Linked DNA regions of Mus musculus: region 1 is linked to region 2. The links are chromatin contacts, called in public Hi-C maps. All regions are on one chromosome and are shown on one strand. The core of a region is the stretch at or near the end of the contact, and the rest is flanking DNA. Distances in the headings are between cores, read along the strand shown.

Region 1 (4,768 bases), core at 109-2,608, 590 kb before region 2:
AGGGGGCAGAAAGATTGCAAGAGCCAGGGGATCAGGGACTTTGATCTAAGATTGTGTCTCCTAGTAATATCAGAAGCTGTACTCATGAAGTCTCACCACTAAGACTGTCCAAGTGTGAGCTGAACAAGGATGGCACCAGTGGACATGACAGATTGGATAGGGGAAAGCCCATGAAGTCTCAGCCCCACATAAAGAGCTCTAGGCACCTGAATAAAGCAGAGAGTGGGATGGGGTGGACCTCCCCAGGGAAGAGCATACCAGATGGTTGCCAAGTGCCACACTGCCAGCCCTGTAAACACACATACAATTAATCAGACTAGCTAAACAGGTTGCATTCCTGAATACGTTCTATCTATCTATCTATCTATCTATCTATCTATCTATCTATCTATCTATCTATCTATCTATCAATCTATCTATCTATCTATCTATCTATCTATCTATCTATCTATCTATCTATCTATCTAATACATGTAATGACAATTAGTGAAAAAGAGGACATAGATTTGAGGGAGAGTGGGGAGGGCTTGGAGGTAGGAAAGGGAGGGGAGAAATGTAATTAAATTAAATAAAAAACATTGACCACTGTTTTTGTTTGTTTGTTTGTTTTGGATGGCATCAGCCCTGAACCTTTAACAAGTGCAGAGCATCCTGTGATAACTGACCCAGGCATCTATAATGGGCAGGTTCCTGTTGACCCCACCTGTGCCCTTCAGGTTACTCTCCTTGTCTTTGCTGGGGAAGAATTTTGATGTCTTTCAGATTATCTTTTCCAGCATTTCCATTGTTTAGCAAGGGGAGATGGCTTCTGAGCTCATATGAGATCTGCATGCGAACACAGGCTTTTGGAGCCACCTGCTCTGCTGGCTGCTCATCATAGAGTGTAGCTGGGAAGGAAAGACAAAGGGACCTCGAATTTCTCTGTGCGGGCCATTTACAGAACATTGGGGAAAATGCCTCTTGTTCACTATTTTGTGTTCGCTGTGTCTGTATTCTGTGCTTCAAGTATCCAAAATACTGTCCCCAGATAATAGCTTATATGGTACATTTGGTCTGGTCCTCTTTCCTGTGTCCCTAAACAGTTTAAACCCTCCATATCCTCTTCCTGTCCTAGTCCTGCCCCGCCTTTGTGTTCCCCCAGGACTATGTTTCCCAAGGGTGATTGCCACATCCTGACAGCTGCCCAGTCACAAGCTAAATATAAACCCTTCAGACAGCAAGTAAGCCCCTCTGGTTATCTGCTCCTTTGTGTAGCTTATTATCCTCCCAAATCAAACTCCAGAGGAGACTCACAGATCATGCATGCTGGGCAGGGCCGGTGGGGTGCGTGCGTCTGACTGGGTAAACCAAACAAACGAAAGCGTTGTGAGTCAGCTGTACCCTTTCAGCAGAGCGCCGGGTCTGCACTTCAGACAAACCCTCCAATCCTCAGACGTTGATTTTCAAAGCAAATTGCTGCATGTCGCATCAATACTGGGAGCAGATGTAATAGTCTGGTGAGCTGGCTGCATGCAGCCAAGTGCAGGGACATAGAATCAAGGGCAGAGAGTAGCTGGCACACTGAGGCTTGTATTATCTATATGGCTCTGCCTTCCTTACAGGACCATAGGAAATGGAGGCACGGTGGGCAGAGGAACCCAGGTCTCTGGTTGTCTTAGAGACTGCGAAGCCCAGGGCTATGTCTTTATAGTGACCCATGGTAAGGTCTGGGGCTGCATATGGCCTTCTGGCTGCGAGGATTCTTAACACAGAGGGCAGCTTGGGATCTCCAGGGGCTACAGGCTTAGTCAAGGCCAAAAGCTGTCATGCTGAAATAGCCAAGGCCTGAAGGAAAACAGATTTTTTTTTTTTCTTCCAGAAATTGGTGGTCTATTTCAAACCTTGTGTGCAAATGCTCAAGAAACAGGACCAAGGGAGGAATTAATGTTTGGAAAAGGCTCTGGGGTTGATGCCATTCTGCAATTTTTCTGTGCCTGGATTTCCCTCATGTTTCTCTAGAGGTTCACCTTCTTGGCCACTACATGTGGTCCCAGGACCTTGTTTCCTCTCACATTGTATTCTCTCTCCTAACGATATAACCCTAGCTAAGCCAAGCACTTCTTTCCACTCCTCCTCCTCCTCTTCCTCCCTCTCCTCCTCCTTTTTCTCCCCTCCTCTCCTCCTCCTCCTCCTCCTCCTCCTCCTCCTCCTCCTCCTCCTCCTCCTCCTCCTCCTCCTCCTCCCCCCTTTTTCTTACCCGAGACAAGAGCTCACTGTGTGTTACCTAACTAGCCTGGGGAAACTCAGTATGTAAACCAGGCTGACCTTGACCTGACCAATATCTTTCTGCCTCTGCTTCACAAGTGCTTCCATTAAAAGGAGTGTGCCTTTAGTCAGGCCCAACTTTCCCCTCTGTTTCCATGCATCACATTTAAATACAAAAGTCACGTCTGTTTCCTACCAGCTGCAAATGGAATACCTGACTTCACCATTTGGATGTCTTGAAATCAGCATTTTGAGAGTGAGCCTGCAATCACCCATCTGTGCTTTCTGATGTTTCTTACCTCATTGAACAGCAACCACAATGCAGTTAAATAAGTCAGAGACTTTGTCGAAATCTCGTATCTCTTCCCCGCTTGCAATGCTGTGCTTAGCCTTGCGTTGATTACTTGACTCAGACATATTTTTAACCTGCCCACCTTTCCCTTTTATGACTCTGACTCCTTCTGAAACTACTACCGTGTCTTGCTTGGACTAACAGATCAACTGCAACCCCTAATTCTTTTTCTTGAACTCACTATAGCTCCCAATTAACCAAAAATACCGTCCTCAAAAAGTGAGTTGAATTCTTTATTCGCCCTTTCTCTAGTGCTCCCAATCTGGTGTTCGCCTCTAGGTGACTCTGATAGTAGAGGATAGTGAGATTCCAACATTCTTATGCCCTTACTCTGTCTCTCTCTGTCTCTGTCTGTCTGTCTGTCTGTCTGTCTGTCTCTCTCTCTCTCACACACACACACACACACACACACACACACACACACTCTTATACTTTAGTCTTATTTGATATCTCCTCTCTCCACACCCTCCTGTAGTTTGCTCTTTTCAATGTAAGGACTTCACCCGTTTTCTTGGAAATGGCTTGTGAGAGATGAATTAGCTTTTACAACTCAGATGAGTCGGATGGAGCAAATAAACGTCTTCTGGCTCTTCAAGCTAACCAGTGGATGGGGCTGACGCTCCCGGGGACTGCTCTACACCAACAATCTGTGAGTCTGGAGCTGCAGCATTTCAGCAGAGGTGTACGTATAAACATTTCAAAGGGCATTTTACAGAGGAGGTGGGAAGAAGGTTCACAGTGATGGCTGTCTTTCTTTGTGGGATTGACTCTCTCTTTGTTCCTTGGCTGCTCTGTGATGGCAACTTAGAGGTCAGAGCTCAGCTTGCTGGTCATGGTTTGAACTTTTCTGGGGGCGGAGGGGGGGGGGGAATAAAAGTTGGAGGAATGAAGATCTCATTGTTTAACAGCAGACAGTAATGAAAGGCAAAACAATCTACCACAAAGAAAGCACTGGGGCCGCATCTAGCAAGAGCAGGACAGCCACAGGAACAGAGGATGGAAAGACAAACCAACCAACTGACGGACAGAACGACCAACCAACCAAAACAAAGTAAACAGCTAGCCAGGACAGCTCCCCATATCTGACCCCTGCAGTTACATCTGAGAATGCACATGTAGGTGATTGGATTTTCTTTGGCTATGAGTTAAAGTTTATGCTGAGAAGATTGTAGCAGGACTGAATGAGCAGGAAGAATTTACCTGGAGATGAACTTTCTCTGACTGGTCCTTAGGCTGGAAGTAAAAACACAGACATTTCCTTACCATTGGCATGGATATGGCAAACAGGCAATCTATGAGCCACATAGGGCATGGGTGGTTAGATAGCGTTTACTCCCCTGTGTGTCCCTGATTGTTTGCATGCTTGTGGCTGACTTGAACATTGGTATCATCAGGACTTAAAAGCCAAATATGGTTGTGATGGGAAATGGTATGGCAAGCGGTTAATAATGTCTGCTGTGGCTAGAGAATATGGCAATGGGGCCGCAAGTATCCATCTCAAAATTGGGTCCACCACACATAGTGAAACTGGAAGCCAGAGAGACATGCTTGCTATTTTTTTTAATTAGGTATTTTCTTCATTTACATTTCAAATGCTATCCCAAAAGTCCCCCATACCCTCCCACCACAACTCCCCTACCCACCCACTCCCACTTCTTGGCCCTGCCGTTCCCCTGTACTGAGGCATATAAAGTTTGTAAGACCAAGGGCCTCTCTTCCCAATGATGGCCGACTAGGCCATCTTCTGCTACATATGCAGCTAGAGACACGCGCTCCGGAGGTACTGGTTAGTTCATACTGTTGTTCCACCTATACGGTTGCAGACCCCTTTAGCTCCTTGAGTACTTCCTCTTGCTCCTCCATTGGGGGCCCTGTGTTCCATCCAATAGCTGACTGTGAGCATCCACTTCTGTGTTTGCCAGGGAACGGCATAGCCTCACAAGAGACAGCTATATCAGGGTCCTTTCAGCAAAATCTTGCTGGGGTATGCAATGGTGTCAGCGTTTGGAGGCTGATTATGGGATGGATATATAGCTCACTCTCACCGGAACTCACCCGGTCCTGATAGCACTGCATTCGTCCTTTCCAAGGCCAGTGCCTCTGACAGCAGAGTTACAGTGAACTAGATCAAGTGACCCTCGGCAGCGCCAGGCAGATGCTGAAGCTTCTAGC
Region 2 (4,498 bases), core at 1,956-4,455:
AAGCATGTGAGCAAGTATAAGCTCTCACTACTCTCACTACTGCCTTGGAGCTTGGATTTGTACAACTGGCAGCTCTCAGGAGCTTATTCTCTCTCTCTCTCTCTCTCTCTCTCTCTCTCTCTCTCTCTCTCTCTCTCTCTCTGTGTGTGTGTGTGTCTGTCTCTTTCTGTCTCTCTCTCTCTCTCTGTGTCTGTGTCTGTGTGTGTGTGTGTGTGTGTGTGTGTGTGTGTGTGTCTTCCTCTTCCACTCTGTTTTTGCTTTTGTACACTAATACTACTAGTTCCTACTGGTTCCTATGCTCTCAAGACCATAAACAGCCCTTGTGAGACTATTCTGTAAGTCTCTAATTCAATCTAGTACACTCCAATTACAAATGTATATGTTCTATTGGTTATGTGGTCCTGTTTTAACACAGCCAGCCTCTAAGTTGCAAGGACCAAGATACTCCCCTGGATATCCACAGATTGGGTCAAAAAAAGTATTATATTGTATGCTTTCTTTCCTTTGGTTTGTGCAGCTTAAAAATAATGAAAGAATTCTCATTTTTCTATCAAAGTGTGAGTGACACTTGAGGATGTTGTTCTTAGTGAAAGAGATCAACCCTGGAAATACTGAATGGGTTCATGTTGTGTGTACCATTGCAATACCCCATCTAAGCTCTGGAATCTGGCCATGCTACCAGCCACCACCCAACTTACTTTAAATCCGTGGATAACACACACACACACTCACACACACACACACACACACACACACACACACACAAGCACACACACACACACACACACGTTGCTCATTTTTCTCTTGTCTTTTGCTACTATCTCTTTAAAATTGTGCCCTTATAAATTTTTTATCTCTGCATTTCCCACCTACCCTAATTTTAGTTGTTCAGTTGAATCCAGTCCCTGTTAAACATATCTGACCACTGGCCAATAGGAGCAGCCTGTGTGGCCACTCCATTTTGAGATTGAGATCTCACATGGCTGGTCAACTTTTCTTCATCAGAAGCACGGCAAAGCTTGTCTTATCTCTTGCATCTGTCTCTCTTTTTTTTTCCCAGGGACCTAGAAGTTCTGCCTATTCCTTCCACCCAGCAATTGCCCCATGGCTTCTTTACTAACAGATCAAGAACTAATTGGAGAACAGGACAATATCAGAACCACCTGTACAGGTCTACCTTTATAAAGGACTGGTACCAATCAAATTTACAGAAATGGAAAGTAGAAATGCAGTTTCCAAGGACAGAAGAAAAGAAATCTGTAGCTAAGCACTACAGAGTTTCAGACAAAAAAATGTTTTGGAGGTGTGTTTTATACAGTGTTTAGTATACCTACTGCTTCTGAACATAAACAGAGTTAAAACACTAAGACCAATGATATATACTGTTGATCAAAATAAGTACCTCTGTTGTGTGGAGATTTGTTTTATTTTCTTGTGATGGTGGGATACAGTGGGACTAACTGACCGTATAGAATATGTCAGACAAAAGGAACATAGAATAGTATCAATGTGGGATGCCATCTTTGGTTGGAGGGGCAGTAAGGAAGCCAGCTTACCCACCTTTGCTTATAACATTGAATGCTGCACAACAGTTTACATTTTACCCAGATAGAACTCTATACAAAGAATCTGACTCTAAAGTCCATCACTTGTCTTATGGAATCCTTTCCTAGTCATGTGCTAGTTGTTGAAAATAAGGTATAAAGCAAGGTTGGACCGGCTCTTGATGCCTATGGGGTAGAGAAGCCACAGGGCAATGGCAGGGACTGCAGTTTGCTAAGGAGGGACTTAGTAAAAGGGACTAAGTTTACCTGCAAGGTCAGAGAGATCACTGTGAAGACAAAGGACCTTTTAGACAAGAGGTCAAGGGGTGAATGACTCTGAAATGAGTTAGGGGAATCGTATTTTGGGCATTAAGAGAATAACTCTATAAGCTCTAGGTCCATTGTATATGAGACATGGAAGCATGATAAAATGCCAGGAAAGGATGGTCAATGCATAGGGTGAGAGAGAATGTGAAGGGAGTTATCATAAGGTCATAGACGCTATTTCATGTCATTTTTATTTTAAAGTGAAGATTTTGATATGCCGCCCACCTGTAATCTCTGTTCTTTAATTTTCAGACAGAATTGATCTATATCAATTCATAGTCTGAGGCTTACTCTAGATTCTCATCAATGGCTCATGCACGTTCCGTTTTGATTGATCATTTTGTCAATTTAAAATAGAATAGCACTCTTGAGTCACGACCTATATTGTGAGACCTGTGACACAATAACAGCCTTCATTTGTTTATGATGTTTTCCTTAGCAAATACATCCCATACTCCTGTATAATTTTTCAGTTTAAACATCATATCAATTCAGAGTTTATTTGTTTTTTCTTTGGTTTATTATTTATATTCTATTCTCCTGTCTCAGTCTCTCAAATTCTATATGTTAACATAGTTGGTACTTTCTAAATTCTTCAACAGTAATTTTTGTTTGTTTGTGTTCTCGCTGCTTTGGGGGAAGTCTGGAGGGAAATAGCTCTGTAGGAGAGTAAGAGTATTTAAATTCCACCAGGAGAATGGTTCTCAAATTTTGATCATTCCCTCATAAAAGGCCAGTTAGCCTGTGTTCCTCAAGGCAGAACACTACAAGCATTTGGCTCACTGCCTGGTGGCAGGGAAATGTGTTCTCCGTGGAGACTCTGCTGTCATCCAGGGAAGCATACGTGGGTCTCACTGTGAGATGAGATCACTCACGTTCACTGAGGTATGCAGTCTCCAAGGGCTAGCATCAAGTAGGAGGGATGCTACATTTCTTCAAGTGGCTATTCATTCCCATTTTACTCCAACAAAAAGCTCTAAATTGGGAGCATGAAGAGAAATAAGAGGTTTAAGCAGTACCCACCTTCACTTATCAGTAATCCATATATGACTCTTCATAGAACACCTGTCACAGGTTCAGAAATAACTAAGATGGAGCTGATATAGGCAACACTACTGCAGGAAAGTGTAATGGAAATGGAGAGTAGACAAGCACATAAGACCAAGGAAGTAACAGAAAGAAACATGAGAGGAGAATTCAATGTAGCTTAAAGCAGTACAAATGCTCCCCAAACAAGACGACACAGGGAGATAGGGCTCAGAGTGAGAGGGCAGTGACCAAACGTAGGAATTCGCTCCTTGCTTGCCAGTTACCAGGGAGATTGCTGAGGGCTTCCAAGCTGCAGGCCCATCTGTCTTCTTCAATTCTAGGGCAAACCTCATTAGGATAAGGCAGCACCCTGTGTCTCCATCCTGCCCTCTGGGACCTCAGATCCCCATCTGGCAAGCTAAAGGAACAAGCATGTTTGCTCTGCCACAGGGCTTAGATTCTCTAGCTGTTTTTTTTTTTTTTCTTTTTCTGATAAAGAAAAAATGTGTTTTTTTTTTTTAATCTACTATTTGTTAACTTTTATTTGGTATTCCATGCTATGTTCTTCCTGCCTTAGGAGCTACACTAAACCCATTTCAGTGTGCTTGCTGAAAAAGCTAATAACTTCATTCTGCTGTAATTAAACTCTGAAAGGCAAATTCTTTTTCTTCATCATCTAACCTGGCAGGAGATCAAAACCATTCACCAGTCTTGAAGTCATTCTTTGGATACAGGATTGCCACTATGGGGCAGGGTTGTTCTGAAGGCTAATCGGACAGAGCTTGACAAGGAATTCTTCCCCCCCGCCCCCCGGGAGGAAATACATCAGAAGAGTATTACAAATCCAGAAATTATCTTTCCAGAGAAGAAAACATGCTATACAAAGACCCTAAGTCAATACAGTTTCTCATGTTGTGGTGACCCCCAATCATAAAATTATTTAATTTCTACTTCCTAACTATACTTTTGCTACTGTCATAAATCATAATGTAAATATCTGATATTCAGAATATCTTATATGCAACCAGCAAAGGGGTTTAAAAACACTGTCCTAGGTGAGGCCTGAGAATCATAACCTAAGTGTATTCAAGAAACATCCATGAGCATAAGGAGAGTTCACACCAGAACACCTGAAAGATCTCCAAGTGATGCATTCTCAGCTGAAGCATGGGAATTGTTTTAATTAAAGATCTGAAGATATAACTCTTTTCTTCTACTTCATCCATTCATTTATTCACTAAGTATGTATTGAGTGGTTACCCAATGCAAAGCTGTGATAGGCACTGGGGATATCACCTAAAACACTTCTTTTCTATGTCCTCACAGAGTTTGTACTTTATGATTGAGATTGCATTCTGAGAGGAGACACTGCCAAATACTCTTTTAGTATTAAGATTTGACACTTCTCAGGTACTTTCTCTAGCTCCTCCATTGGGAGCCCTGTGATCCATCCAATAGCTGACTGTGAGCATCCACTTCTGTGTTTGCTAGGCCCCTGCATAGTCTCACAAGAGACAGCTATATCTGGATCCTTTCAGCAAAATCTTGCTAGTGTATGCAATGGTGTCAGCGTTTGGAAGCTGATTATGGGGTGGATC

What was found. A called contact is a pair of places that touch in the nucleus more often than the background predicts.
Region 1: a contact with region 2 is called in a Hi-C map of cerebellum, with 3 times the contacts expected there. The contact joins two enhancer-like sites. A contact is called at or near these places in 1 of 15 datasets of contacts at CTCF or cohesin (pro-B cells), 3 of 484 Hi-C or Micro-C datasets (cerebellar granule neurons and cerebellum) and 1 of 115 datasets of contacts at active chromatin or transcription factors (large pre-B cells).

The regions. Positions count from the first base shown.
Region 1 is chr11:43,341,466-43,346,233 of GRCm38.p6, reverse strand. No RefSeq gene overlaps it. Among named protein-coding and RNA genes, the nearest start is that of Mir146, 31 kb to the left of the region's middle. Within about 2 kb of position 1,358, at least 46 of the 459 cell types and tissues checked have an H3K27ac peak or open chromatin away from gene starts, as enhancers often do. A contact at or near this core is called in cerebellum, where this site is marked.
Region 2 is chr11:42,753,813-42,758,310 of GRCm38.p6, reverse strand. No RefSeq gene overlaps it. Among named protein-coding and RNA genes, the nearest start is that of Gm34644, 120 kb to the left of the region's middle. Within about 2 kb of position 3,205, at least 8 of the 459 cell types and tissues checked have an H3K27ac peak or open chromatin away from gene starts, as enhancers often do. A contact at or near this core is called in cerebellum, where this site is marked.